4 separate regions of the Mus musculus genome follow, and regions 1, 2 and 4 are each linked to region 3. A link is a contact called in public HiCAR-type, HiChIP or PLAC-seq and promoter capture Hi-C data. All regions are on one chromosome and are shown on one strand. Each heading gives the region's core, a stretch centred on a gene start, on an enhancer-like site or on the middle of the called end of the contact. The rest is flanking DNA. Distances are from core to core; before and after follow the strand shown.

Evidence for each region. Promoter capture Hi-C pulls out the DNA fragments that hold promoters and counts their contacts. HiCAR-type assays count read pairs that join an accessible place to other places. HiChIP or PLAC-seq counts read pairs in DNA pulled down with a chosen protein or histone mark.
Region 1: a contact with region 3 is called in a promoter capture Hi-C map of embryonic stem cells, with 2.7 times the contacts expected there. The contact joins the promoter of Myh3 here to the enhancer-like site in region 3. A contact is called at or near these places in 14 of 39 promoter capture datasets (the 3T3-L1 cell line, the C10 cell line, cranial neural crest and 8 more), 1 of 484 Hi-C or Micro-C datasets (embryonic stem cells), 4 of 115 datasets of contacts at active chromatin or transcription factors (the HL-1 cell line, embryonic stem cells and kidney) and 1 of 9 other capture datasets (embryonic stem cells).
Region 2: an H3K27ac HiChIP or PLAC-seq map of embryonic stem cells shows a contact between it and region 3, with 4 times the contacts expected there. The contact joins the promoter of Pirt here to the enhancer-like site in region 3. A contact is called at or near these places in 17 of 39 promoter capture datasets (the 3T3-L1 cell line, the HPC-7 cell line, cranial neural crest and 9 more), 27 of 484 Hi-C or Micro-C datasets (the Ba/F3 cell line, adipose-derived mesenchymal stem cells, cerebellar granule neurons and 10 more), 1 of 115 datasets of contacts at active chromatin or transcription factors (embryonic stem cells) and 2 of 9 other capture datasets (embryonic stem cells and pancreatic islet).
Region 4: a HiCAR-type map of embryonic stem cells shows a contact between it and region 3, with 4 times the contacts expected there. The contact joins two enhancer-like sites. A contact is called at or near these places in 6 of 39 promoter capture datasets (cranial neural crest, embryonic stem cells, hippocampal neurons and 3 more), 15 of 484 Hi-C or Micro-C datasets (cortical neurons, embryonic stem cells, epiblasts and 5 more), 8 of 115 datasets of contacts at active chromatin or transcription factors (embryonic forebrain, embryonic limb bud and embryonic stem cells) and 2 of 9 other capture datasets (adipose tissue and liver).

The regions. Positions count from the first base shown.
Region 1 is chr11:67,076,648-67,079,654 of GRCm38.p6, reverse strand. Myh3 (myosin, heavy polypeptide 3, skeletal muscle, embryonic) reads right to left here and starts at 1,355. Exons shown (of 41, transcript NM_001099635.1): 1 at 1,331-1,355; 2 at 506-516.
Region 2 is chr11:66,910,302-66,913,276 of GRCm38.p6, reverse strand. Pirt (phosphoinositide-interacting regulator of transient receptor potential channels) reads right to left here and starts at 1,286. Exons shown (of 2, transcript NM_178656.3): 1 at 1,135-1,286. All of the region lies in intron 3 of Gm12298 (predicted gene 12298), which reads left to right.
Region 3 is chr11:67,344,209-67,347,099 of GRCm38.p6, reverse strand. It overlaps Myh13 (myosin, heavy polypeptide 13, skeletal muscle), which reads right to left. Exons shown (of 39, transcript NM_001081250.2): 15 at 2,222-2,295; 16 at 2,032-2,119. Among named protein-coding and RNA genes, the nearest start is that of Gm40029, 4.8 kb to the left of the region's middle. Within about 2 kb of position 1,394, at least 19 of the 459 cell types and tissues checked have an H3K27ac peak or open chromatin away from gene starts, as enhancers often do. A contact at or near this core is called in cerebellum and embryonic stem cells, where this site is marked.
Region 4 is chr11:67,041,705-67,044,712 of GRCm38.p6, reverse strand. Adprm (ADP-ribose/CDP-alcohol diphosphatase, manganese dependent) reads left to right here. Exons shown (of 5, transcript NM_025510.3): 3 at 2,606-3,008. The coding sequence starts at 2,632. Among named protein-coding and RNA genes, the nearest start is that of Adprm, 9.4 kb to the left of the region's middle. Within about 2 kb of position 1,527, at least 31 of the 459 cell types and tissues checked have an H3K27ac peak or open chromatin away from gene starts, as enhancers often do. A contact at or near this core is called in embryonic stem cells, where this site is marked.

The DNA of each region.
Region 1 (3,007 bases), core at 106-2,605, 270 kb after region 3:
AAACAGAACATTCAAAATTAAATACCATGAAAAAAAAAAAAGAAGTAAAGGCATTCCATGAAAAAAAAAAGGTAAAAGAATTCCTTAAAGAGAGAATACTAAGCAGAAAATGGCAGAGACAGCTTTGAACTGTTTTGAATCGACATGGTTTCTGCCTCCCATGCTAAGAATAGACTGAAGGCCAGGCATGGTGGTCTATGCCTTTAGTCCCAGAACTTCGGAGGCTGCGACAGGTGGATCTCTGTGAGTCTGAAGCCAGCCTGGTCTACCTAGAGAGTTCAATGCCATCTGGGGCTACACAGTGAGATCCTGTCTCAAAAAACAAAGGAACAACAAACCACCATAGAGAATAGATGGGAACCTCTAGCCGCACCCCTGAGGATGAAGCCTGCACTTCTCCGTTAAGCTCTGTAACTCCTCGGGGGCACAGGCATGAGGGGGCAATGGGTGATCTGGGTTTACCTGAAGACTTCCTGAAGCTCTGGGATGTGGCCCCAATGCTCACCTGAGTCACACCTGCAGGACAGCAGAGAGCAGCAGCAGTTGTGGACGTATGGGACCTGCAAGAGCATGCACACAGAGTTTAGTGGCCACCGTGATGTCTGCTTCTGTGACGAACCAGACCTTGGTGAGGCTCAACTAAGACACACAAAGGACTAGACAGTCAGAAAGATCCTTAGCTCTGAGGCAAGCCCTAGGACTGCAGACAGATCATAGTCTACAGCTAGGCATAACTACCAACTGCCTGGCAGGTTGGCTCCTCCAGCCCACTCTGACAATTTCTTCAGACTGCAAGATCCTTCATTGTGAACAGGGCAGGGATTCTAAATGGACTGAGTCCCTGCCAATAAAAGCTTCTGTTAGCGGGTGGGGACAGGCCTCCTGGTTATCTGAAAATGGAGACGATGCTGAGATTGGCTAATTTAAACCTGTTAAGCAAACATGTAGTCTTGAGGCCACTAAACACCCAGCAGGTATAGCGTCCAGGTAGGAAACACAGAGTCCCCTGTTCATTCTGTGGATCAGAGAGGCAACAGGAGAACATGGAGCCATGGTGGACAGGCCCATGCCTGTCCAACAGGATCCTTCCCAAGCAGAGAAAAGAAAGGGTGGGCAGGACCCCAGCTTCGATGATCTGCTAGAGGCAGTGGGATGCTGGGCTCTTGGGTCTCGCATCTCACTCTACTGTATTCCTTGAGAACGCCTTGAGAAGAGAAAAGAGGCTTGCCTGCTATAACAAAGCCAGGGAGGGCCACAGTCCAGGGCAGTGGCCGAATCAGGTCTAGAAGCAGTAAATGCCACAGAGATACTAGGAAAGTGTAAGACTTACCTCTGACTGTGACAGAGAGAAGCATAGAGGAGAGCTGCCCCCTGGGCTTTTATAGGCCACCACTAACCCCCTGGGCTCATTCTTCCTCTATATTTGGAAAGAGAATGACTGACACCACAGGCTGAGAACTGGCCCCCTCCACACGTATTTTTCGCCGTTGCCAAGGGAAAAGTATATATAGAAATGAGCAGGGTCCGAAACCATTTTTTCCAACTGTAGAAAGCTGGGAATTTGAGATGCCTTGCTCTGTGAACTCAGGGCTGTAGCTTCTCCACCTAGCACAATGGGATCTCCTTTGCTTTAGGAGCCCCTACCTGGCTCCATCCTGCAGGCCATCCCACCCTGAAATCAGCTGAAGCCACTACCACTTGGGAACAGGGGACACACAGTTGTGCTATTTGCTTAGAAAGCTCATCGAAGATAAAGTAGAATTGAACTTGTTGAAGTCCCCTCACGGTTATGAGCCAAACTCTGTAAAACTTGTGCAGTTGGATTATAGTTTTTTTTTTCTCCTTCTCCATCTCTCTCCTTCCCCTCATTACTTTCTGTCTCATTACTATAATTATTTACTTAATCCTTTCTTAAGCACTAGCAGGACCAACAAGCAAGTAAATGACAGGGAGCTATGCCACCAGCCCATGTTCACAGTGACAGCTGCTTAGGGGCCTGTGGTTATCAAGACATATTACCAATTAGGAAAGGCCAGCTGCCAGCCTAGATAGGGGGCGAGGGGAACGGTAGTGGCCTGAAGAGAAAGGGGGGATGGGTATCGCCTAACAGATGCTGTCATTTCTAAATCAGGACTGGAAAATTAAACCTTAACAAGAGAATTAAGGTACAGTTGACATTTTTGTCCATTTCCATTCCTCTCTTTCCTGGTCCAGTCTTTGTGGTGAGGGTCTGAGTTGTATGGGGTCATGGTTGTTCATTTAATAGAGAACTTCATGCCAATACATCCCATTTGAGAATATGGACTGTCCTCTTACAGCCTACCCATACACTGGTAAGGGAAGAAGGGAGAAAGCAGGACCAAAGTCTTCATAGGGACCATTATTTTTTTCGAGACAGGGTTTCTCTGTGTATCCCTGGCTGTCCTGGAACTCACTTTGTAGACCAGGCTGACCTCGAACTCAGAAATCTGCCTGCCTCTGCCTCCCAAGTACTGGGATTAAAGGCATGCACCACCACCGCCCGGCCATAGGGACCATTATTAAACATCCTCTGTATGTTCTTTCCTATTGAGGACTCTTCAAAAAGGCAGAGTGGAATCGGAAGATAGTCTTTCCCCAACATAAACCATTTTGTGGGCAATGAGTCATACAGCCTTCACACATTCCCTTCCAAGATTTAGGCAATTTCATAGCAGAGAGGCCACGCTGAGGCTCTCTGATGCCTGTGGTTAGCTAGACATCAGGCCACAGTGAAGTCACATCTTCTCATTGCTCCTCTTGCTCTAGTTTGGACTGAAATGTCCCTCTTCCTTCTAGCACCATTCGTCCTGAAGTGTCCACCCATCACCTGGAAGAGTATAATCTCCTGGCTCTGAGTTTCTTGCCCAGTGGCACATTGTCTCAAGCTTCCATAGTCTCTTCTGTTCAGATCCCGTGAAGACATGCGTGGGCAAAAGAGACATGGGTCATCTAGGCATCACCAAGGGAACAGATGTCGACAGACCCC
Region 2 (2,975 bases), core at 37-2,536, 430 kb after region 3:
GGTCAGCTGGTAGGAAGTGCCAAAGGCAGGCCACAGGCTTTGCATAATCGACCTGCGGTGGTCTCCTTATCCAGAGCAGGACCCAGTATGGATAGAGAGTAGGTCTCTCTCTTTCCCGGAATTTCCCACTGTCAGGGCTCAGCCCCAGAGGCTAGATGCAACTCTCCAGGGTCTTTATCTCCTCTTGCTGTACTGCCTCACTTCCAGGACTTCATTTGGTGATGTCGACTCCTCTGATAAGGTGTGTGTGGCCCTGTGCCTGGTCTGATAAAGAAGAGAGAGTGTGGAATATGTTGCTGCTATCGTCACAGCCTCCATCTGTTCCAGGGCTCACAGCGCTCTCGGGAAGGGGACCTTTTTCTCTGAGCTCAGAGCTATCTGGAGGGAGCCACTCACCTTCCTCTTCGGGTCACACAACCAGTGCATGGGCCCTGTGGGGCTCCAGGCTGGAAAAAGAATCTCAAGGGATATGATGTGTTGTTACACTTGGCTTTACCTAGGGGCGGAGTCCCACCGCCCTCTGTCTGAGCAAGCCATGCCTTTGTCTGTGTTTTTGTGTACCTGTCTTGCTCCCTCCTTCCTGAAGTGAAGACTGCCCAAGCCAGGGTACTCCGCCTTGTTTCCCTGGCACTCAGCCAGGGCACCGGCCACACCTGCAGGAAGGAGGGGCAGACCCGCAGCTGCTGAGGTTGGATGGAGGATGCCCAGGGGACAGACAGTCTATGCCCACTACTCCGAGGTCTCCGGGTGTCCTAACACTTGACACGCTGCCGCTTCTGCGCCCGCTCATTCCTTCCCTTTAATGGCTTCCAAGGGAGAAAGGCTCAGAGCTCCACAGGCAGGGCAGCCCTCACTGCACATGGTGTCTTTCCCCAGGTGTACAGCAGGAGATACCCAGCTCAGCCCACTTCTGCCTGTCTCTCAGGGCAGCCCATCCAGCCTGCTTGAAGCTAACTAACTTCATTCCATCTCATCTTTAGTATTCACACTGCCTTCCAACTCTACTTCAGAGACTCAACGCACTCCAAAGCAAACTTCAAACCGTCCTTCTTTCCAGGGAGACATAGCAAAGGGCTGGGACTGGGGTGGCAGGGCAAGGTGGGTGAGGGTGGAGGGATCCTTTTTCTTACTTACCGTGCACAACGTCCCGGGGGAAGACTGGGGACCTGGGACTCAGTCGGCTCTCGCGTAGGGAGGAAGCTGGCAATGAGTTTCTGCTCAAGTCCTTCATCCCAGCTGGAGAAAGGCACCCTGGCCACATCAGTGTGCTGCGAATCCCAGCCACTGAGCAGGCTCCGGCTGGGATGAGCTCACCAGGATGTGGCCTAATGGGTTAACTCTTTGCAACCTGCTGGCGCAGGCACTCGAATGTGGCTTTCTCAGCTCTGCTCAGCCACTATTAGACAAATCTTGTGAAAAATTAATGAAGTTTTTCTGCAGTGTGCCTTTGAGTTTCAGTAGAAGTGTGTATTTGGCTGGTAGTGCCTGGGCAGAGAGGATCCTGACCTAGGTTCAGCAGGCTGTGGAGGTTCTGGGATGGGGGAGGTGTGAGGTGGTGATGGTGGGTTACATGTGATATGTGTGCCTGGCTCAGAAGCTGTGTTCGGGGCAGTATTATTGATAGTGAGATCTGGGCCTCTCTTCCTGCTTTGGATGTTGGAGAGCTCTGTGTTTGTTGAGTTAGGGAACACCTTTAGCTCCAAGATGCAAGGAGTATCTCTGGGAGCACCCCAGTAATCACACTCATGATGGCTACCCTTCATTACACAATGCCAGGAGCCAAGACATGTCCCTCGGGGATAGGTCTAAAGAATTTCCTTCTTGCTTCTCCCATCTAGCCCACTAGTTTTCTATTGATCTTTTTTGTGAGATGCCAGTTACAATCATGAAGATAAGCAAGCAAATCATGGCAAGAGGCAGAAGGACGTCCACTGTTGAGCCCGTCTGCCCGGGCGTGGGGGAAGCCAGTGTGAGCTGATGGGATGCCAGTTCTCAAGGTGTCGATGGATACCCTGCGGTCGGCAGTATTATTTAAGATTCTGGTGGCCAGACTAATTGGTTGTCTTTCTCCCAGCTATTCTGAGAAGATGGAAGCCATTACTGGTGGGGCAGGAGGGGGACTTTGATACCAGCAAGGATACACTGGGGGCTTCCTCTGTGGAGTGTAAAAAAAAGTCTTTCCCAAGAGTCATCAGGGAGGCCTAAAGCCAGTCAAGTTCAAAGCCATGGGCTCTTCCGTCTCAAGCCTTTTGATTTTCATGACTTGCAAAGATGAAGAGGGCTTGGCTATGTCATCAGTGTTTGGTGACATTGAAAGCTGAACCCTTCAGCTGAGGGAGTGAAAGAAGGGAGGCTAAGGGCTCCAGGGAGTTGACTTTGAAGGATTTAGTGGGTGCCACTTCTCTGACGTAGGTGCCTCTTATTCTGTGTTCAGATCAGCTTCTGAGACTGGAGTTATCAGGTGCCAAGGAGCCCTGGGATGAGTTGTTGTGCAATGCAGACAAGAACTTATTTTTCTTTAAATTCAGATTTCTATGTTTTCTTCTCCCTTTTCAGGATGTGGCTACATGGTGCAGAACTAACCATCACTAAGAGTTAATGCCTAATCTATTGTTTTTTCTGTGCTACTTATTATTCTAGGCATTTTTATTTATATAATAATTCACTATTTACTACAAAACCCCATGTGGCGTATAAAGAGATATATTGCTATTCTCTCTTTGGCCTTACACAAATTAGTTCTCTAAGCCTTCCTTTATTAATGGACTCATTTATTTATTAGATGTTACCATCCCTAATTTAAATTACATTTATTTGTTTTGTGTATAGCAGGCACGTGTGTGTGTGTGTGTGTGTGTGTGTGTGTGTATGGTGGGAGTGGGGTAGGTTGTCAAAGGACAACTTGCCAGAATTGGGAGTAGTTTTCTTTTTTTTTTCCCCTCACCACTCAGGTCAACAACCTCGGTTGCTGGCTT
Region 3 (2,891 bases), core at 145-2,644:
GTCATTAACAGCAAGGATTCATCTTAGTTGACTTAAGCCAAACTTTTTGCAGCTGGTGGCTACGACACCATACTGTGCAAATGTAGGACACTGCCATCCCTGCCCAAAGGTCCACCGGGTGGGAATTCCCTGCAGAAAGACTGGTAAAAACCGTGGAGGAAATATCCCTATCAGAATTCCAGGAGGATTTGTGCAGGAAACCGTAGACATTTTTTTTCAGTCTGGTTTCCCCTCCCTCGTTTCCTACCGGTTTTGGTTCCTTTCCATTTTCTATGGTAATAGCTTCATCCTATCTTGAATAGAAAATCCATTTAAGGGACTCTTATGATTCTCATGGTCTTAGGGTACTGTTAAAATTTCTCTTCCAGCTTTATCAAAAAGTGAATTATTCTTTTTTGGCAAATTTCCAACATTTCTACTTCTTGGTTATATTAGAGAAATCTTTAAATATATAAATAAAATTTCTTATTTCTTTAATAACACATTGGTGTTCATTTCTCTTGATTTTATAGCACACAATATTTGTGGTTTATATTTTTCATTTTTCACATCTCCTCTTAGGATCCCCTGGTTATTTACTTTTAACAAATGCACAAAGCATGATTATGCATATTAATGAGACACAGTGTATTTCAGTCCATGAATGTGATTCCTACTGGTTCAAATCCCAACTGTGCTGTTTACCAACCGCATGAAAGGGACCTTCTGTGTCTTGGGGAAAAAATGAGGACGTGGTGCCCCCAGGTGTGAGTTGAAGAGAAGGTTTATTGTAGAGAGCAAGAGACACAGACAACTGGGATGGTCCAGATTGAACTTGACCAGCAGACTGAACCTGGTCATGGAACTGGGGGAGCGAGAGAGGAAGAGAAGAGAGAGGGGACAAAGAGAGTTCCCTGGGAACCCAGAGACCAAGAGGCCAAGAGACCAAGAGAATGATAGCCAAAATGGCTGGGTTGTAGAGGAGTCCAAGAAGCTAGGGGGATGGGAAGTGAGGCTCAGGGGGTTGGAAGTTGAGAGTAGGGTGGGGTGAGAAGTGCATGGAGGAGCCAGAACTCTGTAAAGGTACAGACAGTGCTGGGAGAGACCAGCCTGCAATGATTCCCTTTGATATGTTAAATAGGCAGCCCAGGCACAGTTAAGGAGGAGCAACCCATGCAGCTTCTTTTGCCAGAGATAAGGAGAATGACTCCTTTTAATGAGCAGAAACTATCTTCTAAAAAGCCAGAGCTTTTGTCTAAATGCTGGACTTTGGGAAAAGGAATTTCTTGAAATCTAATATGTCTCAATTTCTTCATTTGTAAAATATGCAGAACAGTAGCTCCTACCTCATAAGGTGTAGGTTTGAGTTGAAGTGAGTAACCAGATTAAAGCAGCCCCTAGCTAGTGGGAAGGAGCCCTGTGGGCATGTCATTGCTGTGGCCAGAAGCAAGCAGACAAGGTCAAGGCTATAGCTCTGGGAGAGTCAAGGGCAGGGACAAAAGCAGAATTACAGAGCAGCTGGGAGAAAACTTAAAGACCTTTATCTGGTGATGGGCCTTTTGGGGTGGAGGCCACACTAAACTCCAAAAAAGAATATTATTGTGTGATAGGAAACTGTGGGAGACTTTGCAAGGCAGCAACAGTGTAGAGGCTGTCTTCCCAGGTTCCTCTCACTGAAGCTCACTAGGAATTCCGAGTTGAGCCTTGCCAGGGATCATGCTGTCTTTGGCTCCTAGCCTTCCATGCTTTCCAGATGGCCCAAGGAGAGTTCTGTATTGCCTTTGTATGAATATGTCAAACCCATTTTTTCTTTTTTCTTTTCCCCTTTTGGTTTTTGAGACAGAATCTTGTCTTGCTGCCATGGCTGACATCAAACTACAACCTTTTGCCTCAGCCTTAGGAACTGCGGGATTGGCAGTGCACACCTCTATGCCCCACGTTCTGAACTTTAAATGGTTTCCTAAGCCACCTCCTCCTCTCTTCTCTTCAGCCCATCCTTAGGAATGTACACACATTTTAGTGAGTCCCATTCTAGCCTGGAGAGTCACTCACCAGGAGTCTTGGTCTCATTGGGAATCAGGCATCGCACAAAGTGAGGATGGGTGCTCCTTAGGTTGGTCATCAATTTGTTTAAGTTTTCCTGGGGCACAGATAGAAGCAAGCACATCTCTCTTAGTGCATGCCATTTCACTGGACAGAGAAACAAGTGAAAGAGGAAGATATCAAAAGAGAAACCACGTACCCTGAACACAGCAGACACAGTCTGGAAGGAGGAGCCCTTCTTCTTTCCTCCCTTCTTGCCTCCTGCGGAGTCACCTGCAGGGGGACACACAGAATTGGGGTCAGGTGGTCTAGGGGAAGGATCTATACACGCCCTCTTCTGAGCTCAGTGGCAAGAATGTTGACTGCATTGGCCCAAGTTTTGTTGGGTTGTTCTTAGCACACACCTAAGCTCTCTCTGATTTGGGGACACTCAATTTTATCAGTGTGCTAATAGGCTGGGGTGGGATGTGGTGACATTTAGCAGAGAGCCATAATACACACTCTTGGTGTAGGAAGACAGTCCTCTTCTTGGGGAGTCTGACATTTAGTCAAATGGGTTGAGACATTCTTCTCCATGATTGGAATCTCTCTCCTGTATTTACCCCTTTATTATTGATAGTTTGATTTTATTTTTTATCTTGGAGACCGGGTCTTGCTATGTAACCCAGCCTGGCTTTGAACTTGTAGCAATCCTGCCTCTACTACCCCAGTGCTGAGATCATAGGAACAGCTCTCAGTATCCTGGAATCTGCCTTCATGAGGAAGAAACTGAAAAGAACAAAACTCTATTTTTTTCTCACAAATATTCTATAGTCTATTCCCCCCTCCTTTTCTGGGAGAAACCACCTAATTTCTTGTCTCAGTGTGAA
Region 4 (3,008 bases), core at 278-2,777, 300 kb after region 3:
TTTCTTGTAATTTTATCTTGAGTTTTCCACCTCACCAGTAAGAGTGTCTTTTGCTCACAGGAAGGTTAGGAAAATACTGTCCCATCACAAATATTTAGACACAGTGTCTGGTAGGGTTTTCAAGTGGAGACTGGAAGAAGAGAACAAATTTAAACACTTTTTAAAAACGTTAAGGAAAATAATTATGTACAGGATACATGTGTGACACAGTGCATATGTGGAGATCAGAGGACCGTTTGAGGGCTGGAGTTTACTGTTCCCACCATGTGGGTCTTAGAAATTGAACTCGGTTCATCAGGTTTGGCAGGCAGCAACCTGTACCCAGTGACCCATCCAGTGACAGCAGTGTCAGAGTGAGGAGAGCCCCCATTCTCATGTCTAGCTGGAGCCTGGCCCCTGTGCGGAATATGGAGTTGGAGCCTTTCTGTTAGGAGTAGCTTAGAAGCTTAGACTGCGATTTCATGTTTCTTTAGAGATTTAAAGTAGGAACTTGGTTAGGCAGAGCAGGTGGTTAGTGACCAGGAGTCGGAAGGATTTTAGAAAGTCAGGAATTTTTAGCAACAGCTAGATTTTGGTCAATTCAGATAGAACTACAGAGGTTTTTTTGTTTTTTGTTTTTGGTTGTTTGGTTGTTTGGTTGGTTTGGTTTGTTTTTTTTTTTTTTTCATAATAAGAATAGTTTGTAATTTAGCACCTTGGCCTTTTATGTTTGTCATAATCCTTAGTATTCTTGGTTCTTTTAGCATTACAAATTCTGTTTATAAATAACCTAATGAGATACTTTCTAGAGTTTAAGTGGAGATTACGTGTGGGATGAAAAGATTGTGTTTTCTGTTCTGGCTCAGAATCTGGGGCCTGGTTCTAAGATTAGGAGAACCGGTTCAAATTAGAATTCACCTGCTCATAGAAAGGACAGTGGGTGCAGTGATGTCATAGCATTTGTAGTTTTCATTTATATATTTCTGTGTGAGTACACACCCATCTGTTTGAGAGCCCTAGGAAGCACAAAGGGGATATCAGGTCCCTGTGTTTGTAGATGCAATTACAGGTGGTTGTGAGCTTTCTGACCTGGGTACTGGGAATTCAGGCACCCTAGAGGAAGCTCTTTCGACCTCTGGGCATCTCTTCAGCCCATATACTGGGCTTTTTTGAATTTTTGAATTATTCTTCTTTATATTAGTTACGTTTCTATTGTGATTTAAAAAAACAATGACCAAAAGTAACTGAAGGTAGAGTTTATTTTGCCGTAGAGTTCAGAGGGATAAGAATCTTTTATATCCAGGTGAGGTAACACATACTTTTGGGAAGCAGAGGCAGGTGGATCTCTGTGAGTTCTAGGCTAACCTGATCTACACTGGGAGTACTAGGATAGCCAGGGCTACATAGAGAGACCCTGTCTCCAACAGTAGCCCCCCACCCCCGCTCTGTGAGTCTGCTGTATCAGGCAGGCATGATGGCACCACAGGGAGCCGAGGGAGGGCGTGGTCAACGGCAGGATGAAGCAGAGGGTGGACTGGAAGTAGCTCGGGGGCGGGGCTTTAAACAATGAAAGCCTGCCCTCAGTGGCTCACTTAATCCAACAAGGCTGCACCTACCCATAAATGCCACCGACTGGGGCGGGACACCAAACTCCCAAGCCTCTGGGGACTTTTGTCATTAAACTACCTTCTTTTCAGATCATTGCTGTCTTCCCTCAGATACTAAAGGGAAAGACTTCTTTCTGCAGGCTGCTCATCAGCAAAGAAAAAAGCCTTGGCCTGCCGGAGCATCCCAGAGTGGGCTCTGCTGTGGGAAGTAGGTGGCTGAGTGAGTGTGACGGTGCTGTGGGATGGGTGCGGTTTTATGTAAATGAAATACTTGTTTCAAGCTAGCCCGTGTAGAAGACATAAAAACCTGTTATTTTATTTCCCAGCTGTAAGCCTAGACTGGGCAGGCTCTGAGTATTCTCACCTTTATCCAAACCATAGGCCCCGTGCTACTTACCGTTCAGTCTCACTGGGCTGGCTCTGTTCCATGTGTGTCCTCAGGACAAGCTGCTTTTGGCCTCATGGTGACCTCCTTCCTCCATCAGTTCTCTCCTTCCTACTCCCCCCAGCCCCCATGGTCTCTCCTGAGACCCCTCACTCAATTCTCAGGTCCCACATTTCTCTCTCTACTACCCAGTCTCAGGCTCAAGCCTTTTATTAACCAATAGCTTTAAAGCGGGGAGCAAGGTTTACACAGCAAGGGCTGGTGTATGTGAGGATGCACTTGTCTGGGTGGCAGCCAGCTCTTGAATTTAGCATTTGTATACATAGCAACTGACAAATCCCCAATGTTTAAAATGGGTGCAAAGTAAGAAATGTTTCCAGATTTGAATTTGGCCATTGTGGTTGGAATTCCTGATGTTCAGTTTGGTAGTGCCCTCTTGTAAATGGTTAGTCTTCTGAGTGAGAGAGGTTATCATCTTTACGGATGAGAACTGAAACATTTCAGAGCTAAGACCTCAGTGCCTTCACACTTGTCTGTCTGTCTTGCTGTCTAGTGGATTAACCTTTTTGTCATTTTCTTCTGTCCACTGGAAGGCTGTAGTATTTTAACGTGGGTCTCTTTTCCCTCTCCTTAGCTTATTTAGAAGTCTGCTTGGAGGTTATGGCTGATAAGCTGGTGCCCAGTTCCCCGGCTGATGCTTCAGAGCCACTGTTTTCCTTCGGAGTTATAGCAGATATTCAATACGCAGATTTAGAAGATGGATACAATTATCAAAGAAGCCGGCGGAGGTACTACCGACACAGTCTTATTCACTTACAGGGTGCCATCGAAGACTGGAATAAAGAAAGCAGCATGCCCTGTTGTGTCCTGCAGCTTGGAGACATCATCGATGGCTACAATGCACAGTATAAAGTATCAGAAAAGTCTCTAGAACTTGTCATGAACACATTTCAGATGCTTAAAGTTCCAGTTCACCACACGTGGGGGAACCATGAGTTCTATAACTTCAGCAGAGACTACTTAGCAAGCTCTAAACT